Linked DNA regions of Mus musculus: region 2 is linked to region 1. The links are chromatin contacts, called in public Micro-C maps. All regions are on one chromosome and are shown on one strand. Each heading gives the region's core, a stretch centred on a gene start, on an enhancer-like site or on the middle of the called end of the contact. The rest is flanking DNA. Distances are from core to core; before and after follow the strand shown. Region 1 has its middle 36 kb from the start of Gm32897. Region 2 holds the start of Tmem274 (transmembrame protein 274).

Evidence for each region. A called contact is a pair of places that touch in the nucleus more often than the background predicts.
Region 2: a contact with region 1 is called in a Micro-C map of embryonic stem cells, with 1.8 times the contacts expected there. The contact joins the promoter of Tmem274 here to the enhancer-like site in region 1. A contact is called at or near these places in 4 of 39 promoter capture datasets (the C10 cell line, embryonic stem cells, liver and 1 more), 1 of 484 Hi-C or Micro-C datasets (embryonic stem cells) and 1 of 115 datasets of contacts at active chromatin or transcription factors (large pre-B cells).

What each region holds. Positions count from the first base shown.
Region 1 is chr4:148,709,285-148,713,793 of GRCm38.p6, forward strand. No RefSeq gene overlaps it. Among named protein-coding and RNA genes, the nearest start is that of Gm32897, 36 kb to the right of the region's middle. Within about 2 kb of position 2,332, at least 22 of the 459 cell types and tissues checked have an H3K27ac peak or open chromatin away from gene starts, as enhancers often do. A contact at or near this core is called in embryonic stem cells, where this site is marked.
Region 2 is chr4:149,475,206-149,479,714 of GRCm38.p6, forward strand. Tmem274 (transmembrame protein 274) reads left to right here and starts at 2,221. Exons shown (of 6, transcript NM_001366402.1): 1 at 2,221-2,291; 2 at 3,589-3,651; 3 at 4,439-4,509. The coding sequence starts at 2,221. The region is part of intron 1 of Nmnat1 (nicotinamide nucleotide adenylyltransferase 1); the gene reads right to left.

The DNA.
Region 1 (4,509 bases), core at 1,082-3,581:
TGGTCCCTGAGCCCCATGGCTTCCAGAGGAGTCCCTGGAGAAGGTGGGGCGTATCCTGGGGTGGGGGAAAGAAGGTGCTTCTGGGATAGGGGAGCTGAGAGGCCCCCTCCTCTGGGAGTCTGAAGGATGGCTTTGGCATCTGTGAGGAGGAAACGGTCCCTGGGGTATCTGTGGGAAGAACAGGGCATGGCAGACATCTGTAGATTTAAACAATGCCCCAATGGCAGCTGGCAGCCACTGGAGATGATGGAGGGCAGAGTGGATGAGGACCCAAGGCTCAGAGGGAAGAATGCTTGAAGCCCCATGCTGACCGAAAGCATAACCACGCCCATTTTATAGATGAGGAAGTTAAAGCTCAGAGAGGGGAAGCTGTAAGTGCGTGGTCACACAGCTTATGAGGGAGACTTGGGATCTGAACCCTTCAGACCCAGTGTGTTTTGCTCCTGGCTCTGGGCTTCACCTGGAAAGGTATGGTGGAGGGCCGAGGGGTTGGACCTGAGCCTCTAACTTACCCAGAATGTGGCTTAGCTCTTCGTAGCCTAGGAGGCAAATGGGCATCTATCTGCTCATCTGGACCATGGACAGGGAGTACAGCCTGGTTGTGGAGCAGAAGGGTCCTTCGAGTGGACCTGGGTCTGGACTCTGGCCTTGTTGCTGAGGGAAACCCATATGTCAGAATGACACTGAGGACTGCCGGGGCCACCTGGGGACAAACCGGGTGGGCAGCTGTAAGGAATAGACATCTGGTTTTCTGGGAGAGACTTGTCAAGTTGACCAAACAATGCCAGGATAAGAACTCCCTCTGGGAAGTTGAGGCCACACCAGGAGTGGCCCTGTAATGTTTGATGGGGCCAGAGAGGCTATCTCTCCACAGAAACACACCAAGCCCAACTGAGGCTGTAGGTACACTGTGGCTCCCGGTCAGCTCACTGCTCATCCCTGAGTCCCACATCCCCACCTGTGAGCATATGACAAAGCCAGCACCCATCACTTCAGTGTCCCTTTGCATGGCCCCTGACACCGGGAACAGCTGTTATCAGGATGGCCAGGCTCCAGTCTACACCTGGGATTTTTTCCCCCCTCTCAGTCTGTTCTGTCCCTGTCCCTTCTGTGAGTGCTACGGAAGCTGACTCTGACTGTGCCACAGCCAGGCTCTTTCCCCCATCTGGCTCAGCAAAAGACATACCCATAGGGCAGAGCCAGCAAGGGCCCAGACACAGGACCCTGGTAAGCAGGAGTTCAGAAGTGGCACCATCAGGCCACAGTCTTTCCTTTGGAGACCACGCCCTCTCTCACTCATTCATTAGCATTCATTTATCCATTTGCTCCTTCTGAAAACACCCATGCTGTGTGCACAGCCAGCCAACCAATTACTATACCCAGTCGCCTACTCCCCTGGCAGGGTCATAGGTGAGAGGGAGGGACCTCCTCCCACCACATCATCCAAAGCTAAAGCCTCAGGCCTGTGGAATGAGGAGGAGGAAGAGGAGGAAGAGGAGGAGGAAGAAGAAGAGGAGGAGGAGGAGGAGGTTGCCAGGGAGCCTGGGCAGGGTTTAAGCAGACCTAGGTCCCTAAGGACCAGGATTACAGGAAGGGCTGCAGCCAATAAGGGCTCCCTCTACCTCTCCAGGAATCTCCCAGACCTTCCCCTCAGGAGCTGTGCCCCTCCTGACTTCTGGGCCCTATCTAATGACTTCTAGCCAAAATATTGGCTTCTCTCTTCTCTTAGACCTTTGTTTTCTTGTCTGTGAAGTGGGCAGACTCTCTCCCAACACTGAGTTTCCTCTCTCAGTGGTCCTCAACTGACCTAATGCTGCTACCCTTTAATACAGTTCCTCTGGCTGTGATGACCCCAACCATAAAATTAGTTTCATTACCACTTCATAACTGTAATTTTGCTACTGTTATGAATTATAATGTAAATATCTGATATCGGGGTATCTGATACGTGATCCCTGTGAAAAGGTTGTTGCACCCCCAAAGGGGTCGAGACCCACAAGCTGAGAACCGAGGAGTCGGCCTGTTGGGCGGACCCCAGGGGCAGGGACTGTGAGGTCTTAGTAAGAAGGAAATTGTAGGGGGCGTGTCCTTTGCTCATAGCTCATGCGGTGTGGCCCTGAGAGCCTCTGAGGAGACAAGTTTTAGGTTACAGAGGACACCAGCCACGCCCTGGTCCCCAGGCCCTATCTTGTCACCGTGTATCCCGGGCCAGTTTTTTTTTTTCTAGAAATCAAGCGGCATTCATCATAGTGACAGCGGGGGAGGGGGGGTTGGGGGCGGGGAGGAGAGCGCTAATGCAATCTCTGTTAGAGCCATGAATTGCAAATGCACACAGCCAGGAGGTGGCTCCATTGGAGCCTTCTGGGAGGGCCCAGCCTGTGCCATTCATGGAGACTCCGCAAGGACTTAGTGCAAGACTTCCTCAAATGTCATCCTTGCCCAGGCCCCAGCAGCCGCCTCCTTTTGGGTCCTTGGGGGTAGGCTAGGGCTTCAGGGCGGGCAGAAGTATGGCTGGTTGCTAGTGATTCAATCTACCTTTGTGTCTCAGAGATTCACAAGGGAAAAATAAGACACAGGAGCAATAGGGAGAAGCGGGTTGGACCAGTAGGGTGGGGCAGGAAGGTTCCTGGCCCCAACTTGGACACCTCACCTGCTTGGCTATCAGGAGGGCCTTACCCAGGAATCAGGGGCATAAATATGACCAGAAGGTGCCAGGGGCCTGGACTGGGTCTCTCACTGCACATAGCCAGGACATAGGCCCCACCTGCCACACCTCACTCCCCTGGGGCCATCTACAGGGCCCATATTCTCCTGGCTCCTAGCTCGGCGCCATCCCAGAGCTGCTGCCACTTCTGCACATATGTGTGCCCCACAGTTCCGTCCCTGTACCCCCCCCCCCACAGCTCTCCGCTCCCACACGTGCGCCCAGGCCTCGTGTGGATGCGCCCAGCCTGCTGCCAGCCCGGCATTGAGTCAGGGCGTGTCTGTCTGCCGCTGGCACCCAGTGTAGACGGGTAGGTTTGTTTTCCCTGTTATGTTTTGGGTTCAGGGGGAGAAAAAAATCTCCAAATGAGCTTCTTCTCCTCGGGCGCTTTTCCCTTCATTTTTTTTCTGCCCAGGTGTCTCTGGAGGGAACCTCATTGTCTGTTTCAAATTCATTTGCACTTAACTCATCTGAAAAGTTTTGCAAGAGCTGTTTGATGTCCAAGGAGCCTCGGAGCACCCCTCCCCCCTCCCCCCTCCCCACCCTTGTAATGAGCCCTTTAATTCACAGAGACCTAGAGCAGTCTTTGGACCAGAGTCAGAAGCCCGATGCCCCCTTCCCTTCCTAGTGTGGGAGAAAAGCACTCAGCGGGAAAAGGCTTGGGGATTGGCCTGGCCTGGAGTTGGAGAGCCTTTGTCCAGCTTGCCCCGTGCCCTGGGACACACCATGTCACAGGGCATCTCTCACTCAGTGCTCCCTATTGGACGGCTCCAGCCCCGCTGGATGCAAGGCCCAGCTGTTGGTGCACTAAGCCTCCTCCACTAATTAATGGGTGCCTGTGAGGGCTGACCCAATTCGCCCCCAAATTAATCTCAATTACAACGATTTGGTAAGAGCCAAGCTAGCCAGCCTGATGGAGCCGTGATTTCATCACCCGAGAACAAGGAGCCAGGACAGCTCAATCCTGATGTTATCAGCGGGGGTGGAGTGTGTGTGTGGGGGTGCTGGGTGGGGCTGTGGCCCCAGGCACCCGCAGCACTTATCAGCACCATCAAATTAGTTCACACCAGCTAATATTCACATTGCCAACCTGGCCCACCATCCCCATGCCCCCTTCCCAGTGACCAGGGATGGGGGGGGGGAGGGATAATCTTCAGCATGCAAAGTCCTGCCAAGGTCCCACCAGCTCATGGTAGAGAGGAGACCGTGAGTTACCTGTGGACAGTTGCCTGTGGAGGAGGATATGATTAGCTTGGAGACTCCTACTATCACAGAGCATGGGATCTAGAAAACCTTGTCCAGTCTGTCTGCTGCCCCTGGGCACAGAGAGATGAGGCCATGCTGGAAGCAGATTGGCTGCCGACAGCTACGCAATGGCAGCGCCACGCCAAGGGAGGTTTCTAAAGGCCTCTCCTATCTGGTAGCACCGGTCACTCCCTGCACTATCCCCTTGGGGCAGGGCAGGGATCAGTGACTCCATTTTACAGAAGGGGAAGTAGAGGCCCAGGGAGGAGACACAGCGGAGTGGGTGATACCACGAGCAAGCCTTGCTCCAGCAGGGACTCCTAGCCTAATGCTCTTGCTGTGGGAGCACGGTCGGCAGACCATACCTTCGCTGGCCAACCACTCGCTCCACGCTGCCTCCTCTCTGTGACCTTTGTTTCCTCATTGGTAAGCGAAAGTGAAAATAGTATAACACTAAAACCTGCTGCCAGGCCACCCTTGCAGGCCTTACCCACTCGAGCCTTGTGCGAATGTGAACACTGACAGTGATGGATGGAGAGGATTGTATCTGAGAGCTTCCA
Region 2 (4,509 bases), core at 971-3,470, 770 kb after region 1:
AACTGAAGCAGAGATGTCCCTATCTTCTGCTGCTGCCTCTACGCTAGACTGCTCTGTGATGACAGCTGGTACCCCAGCTGAGAAGACAACTAGCCTCTTGATATGTGACAGGCCATCAGAGGCCAGCCAAGCACAGCCAAGATCCTCAGTGCCACAGCCAGCCCAGGAGAGGGCAGACGCACCTGATGGATCTCAGCAAATCGATGTGAGGTTATTAATCTCAAGCTGAAACGAGTATTTACTGATGGCTGTCACCTGGGCCTTGTGATGGAATGTTAATAAAGTAATTCACAGAGCTGGGGAGATAGCCAAGTGGCAGGACACTTGCCTAATACAGATGAGGCGTTTAATCCTCTGCACAGCAAAACAAACATAAATAAACAGACAGTAACTCATATCGCTCTTGAAGAAACAAGAAGCTACGGCAGGCAGCGGGAATGGATCTGAGCATGCCTGAGGCCCTCAAACCAAACAGTTTTGGAGTTCTAGCTGCCTGTGAGGCAGGGACCTGAGAGGAGCCTGGACAAGCGACTAAGCTCTCATCTCAAAAAAAATCTTCCCAAACCTCCCAAAACAACAGGGGTTGGGTTCAAGCAATAAAGGGCTTGTTAGGCACTCAATCACGAGGTCCTGAATTTCATCTCCAGCACCTACATAAAAAAAAAAAAAGCCAGGCACAGTGGGCACAAGTCCATAATCCAAGCACTGGGCAGGGCAGGCAGAGACAGGAGACTATCAACGGATCTCTGGCCAGCCAGTCTCTCCAAATCCATAATCTCCAGGTTCACTGAGAGACCCTGCCTTAGAACAAGGTGGGGAGGGGTTAAGAGAGCTGACTCTAATCTCAGGCTTCACTTGCACGCACATACAACCTCCCCCTCCCCACTCTGCGCATGCACACACATTGAGTTGGGAACGCACACCTTTAACCCCGGCCCTGGGGAAGCAGAGCTAGCCAGTCTAGCTCAATCAGCAAGCTCTAAATTCTGTATGTGGCCCCAGTTCAAAAGGTAAGGTGGGCTGGGCAGTGGTGGTGCACGCCTTTAATCCCAGCACTTGGGAGGCAGAGGCAGGTGGATTTCTGAGTTCAGGGCCAGCCAGGTCTACAGAGTGAGTTCCAGGACAGCCAGGAAAAAAGGAAAGGTGGAAAGCTATTGGGGATGACACTAGATATTGAGCACAGGCTTCCACATGTTCACATACACACATGTGCACCTTCACAGGCCAACCAATAAAAACAAACAACAAAAGACAGGGAAACTGCTAAATGTGGACAGATATTGAGACTGGTCGTTGATGTTCGGTGTACTGTTAGTTGGGGTAGGGGTTGGGGCTAGCGATTAGTCTGAGCGCTTGCCTCACGTGCAGCCGTTGGATACCAAACATTTGATCCCCAGTGGTGCTCCCCTCAACCCCAAAAGAAGAAAAGGAGTTGTTAAACAGTAAGGCTTTCAAGGTCTCACTTCTTTCTCCTTACGAAACCAGGGTTTGCTAATGCCAGCCCTGTCCCTTCCAGCATTACCTCTATCCACTTCCCATACAAAGTGCCTGTTGCAGAGCTGGGAGAAACAGAAGGGCCATAAGTTCAAGGCCAGCCTGGGCTATAGGTGACCCTGTCTCTAAAAAAGGCAGCATCTCCACAGAACTCTAGTCTACAGAGGAACTGGGGTGCCTGCCGACCTCTGAGCAAGCTCTCCAGGTCTTGTTGGAAGGTCCCTCATGCCAGTCCTGAGCACACCCAAGTCAGGTTCTAGACGCTGTGTCCCAAGGGAGGGCAGAGTGGAAGGAGGTAAGGTGTGGAGGGAGTCCAGAGACTGCCTGGGGTCTGGAAACAGAGAGAACAAAGTGCATTGGGACCCACCCTGTGCTCTGGGGAGCTCGGGTTCCCTTCCATCCCCAGAGGAGGAGGAGGCTGCTGGAAGCTGATCTCTCAGTGTACAAGGGGCAGTCTTTGTCCTTTGTCACACTAGTGACCTGTCTCAGATATCCAGCCATCTCAGCTAGGCTCTCAACCCTCCAAGCAACAGAGTTAAGTTACAGTGAGCTCCTACATCGTGTCCTGTCCCAACATGGAGGTGACGGATGGGTGTGGAATCTCAGACAGAACTGTTCTGAACGCCGCGGCTACCAGACCAGTGTCGCCATGATACACTTGTGTTTGGTCCACACAGCCTGTCACCGGCACTGCTGGCTGCATCGGCTCAGGCTGTAAGTGCCGCCATGATTCACTTTTGTTTGGTCCACACAGCCTATCGCCTGCACTGCTGGCTGCCGAGGTCGCACCGCCTCAGGCTGTAAGTGTCCCTCCCCAGCGCTTTATGTCAAAAAGCTCGTAGCTTTCTGGGGCAGTCTTTGAGTTTAACTGAAATTTACTTCTACAGCACCCATCTTTTGAGTGTAAAAGACACTGTGATGCAAACATTAACTCATGACTACAACTTCAGAAGAGCACTGTGACTCTGCAGTTCTTTCCCGTCTCCAGTCGCCCAGTCTAAAGCCACATTGGCCTACTGTCAAATGACGGGTTCGGCCAGACCACCTCTCACAACCGCTGCTATTTCTTTTGAACTGGTGGCTTCCTATATCTTGTTCTGATGATGCTTCAAGTGTTTTAAATAGTGTAGATTTTGAAGGGGTCTGTTTTTTAGTACCTCATCTGAAAGTGCAGTAATTATTCTCTATGAGCCTCCTACAGTCTTCAGCCCCAAGCCCTACTAATGAAACCACTGAGGTGAATAGGGCCCGGGGGTGGGGTGGACTAGTATTTTATGATGAAGGTTTACTTACAGGTCACCAAGACAACACAAAGAATTCAGAAAACGCGTGCAGCAGTTAGCGGTGATTCTCATTGGTCTGCAGGCTGACTCGGTTCACACTCAGTGTGGCTCACCCTGCCTGGGGCAAGGGTGGCTTGTGGGCTCTGAGCCTAGGTATCTCACTGACTGCTGCTGTCTGTTCCTTGAACAACTCAAATTTTTCTGAGCCTTGGCTTCTGCGTTATTAACATGGGGACCCCAGGCCTGGTGACAAGTGTCTCTGGTACCAGCACTTAGCAGGCTGAGGCAGAAAGACTGCCAAAACAAAACAAAACAAAAAAAGGTATTCATACACTTACCTAATTGCAAATATTAAGTTCTGTGGTTTGGTTCTTTTCTTTTCTTTTTTTTTTTTCTTTTTGTTTTTCCGAGACAGGGTTTCTCTGTGTGGCCCTGGCTGTCCTGGAACTCACTTTGTAGACCAGGCTGGCCTCAAACTCAGAAATCTGCCTGCCTCTGCCTCCCAAGTGCTGGGATTAAAGGTGTGCACCACCACACCCGGCTAGGTTATTTTCTATTCTTACTTTGAGTTAATACTTCTTACTGTAATTTGTGTGTTGTTTCATACCTTTGACTGAATCATGGTGGAGGTTCTGCAGGCTGCCTTGCGACTGCTCTCGGCGGCACCTGGTACAAGGTCGGGGCTGAGGTACTGACAGCTGCGTGTTATGTTTCACTGGCGAGCTAGCCATCCACCTTTTGCTTAGTTTAAGACCGAATTTGAATCTGGTTCCTGGAAGTCCTAAAGGTGCCCCTCCCTGTGTCCGTGCAGCCAGGTGACAGTGCTCCTGTTGGGGATCAGCACCCTGACCCTCCAGTTCTACGTGCTGTTACGGTAAGTCAGCCCAGGCAGCCTTACCTGTGGGAGTCATGCGGGTGCTCCCTGGGACTCCTGTTACACGCCTAACTGCCGCCTGCCCCATTGTTTCCGTTCCTGTTACTGGTGGCAGACGTGTCCGCCCCTTCGCATACCTGGAAACCTCAGTGCAACAAACGTTGCAGAGAATCGGGCAGATTCAGTTTAAGTTTTAACAAACATTTACTTCCATGTAAGAGGTCATTAGATGGGAGACAGTGAGGGCGTCACCAATAACTCAATTGATGGATTCCCTAGAGTCCAGTCCCAAGGGCCTAGTGTGAGCTAATGTCTGCAGGGCCGAGGGCAAGGCATGCACGCTCAGTCAACTGGATTCTGAACTGATGTGCGACTTCAGATTCAGGGTGGGAGCTTAGTCTGCAAGCTAGAGACAACCGGCACTGCGGAAGCAAAGCAAACACAACCTGCTTGCCCAAAATAAAGAGTCTCTGTCTTAAAAATGTGGAGATTCTACATAAATCTGAAAACTGAGAAGCCACTGACGTGAGGATAAAAAGAGGAGGCCCGAGCTGGTGCTAAACGCATAGCGCAGGTCTAGCACAGGTCTGTGTGTGGTACATTGTAATTCTTTACTCCCAATGGTCAGAATTTCTATAACATACTTTTACCAAAACCATTAAATTAGGATTACATAACACGCATGCTCATTATCAGGCTGCCAGGAGCCAGACAGAGCATGAGGGAGCTCCTGGTGTGCCCAGGCCTTGGAGAATTCGCTGCTGAGTAACTGTGGATTGCTTTTCAGGCCCAGGTCCTCCCGGTTCTGCAGCCAGCCCCTCCTGGCCAACCTGGTCGGTAGCATGGTCTTCACCCTGC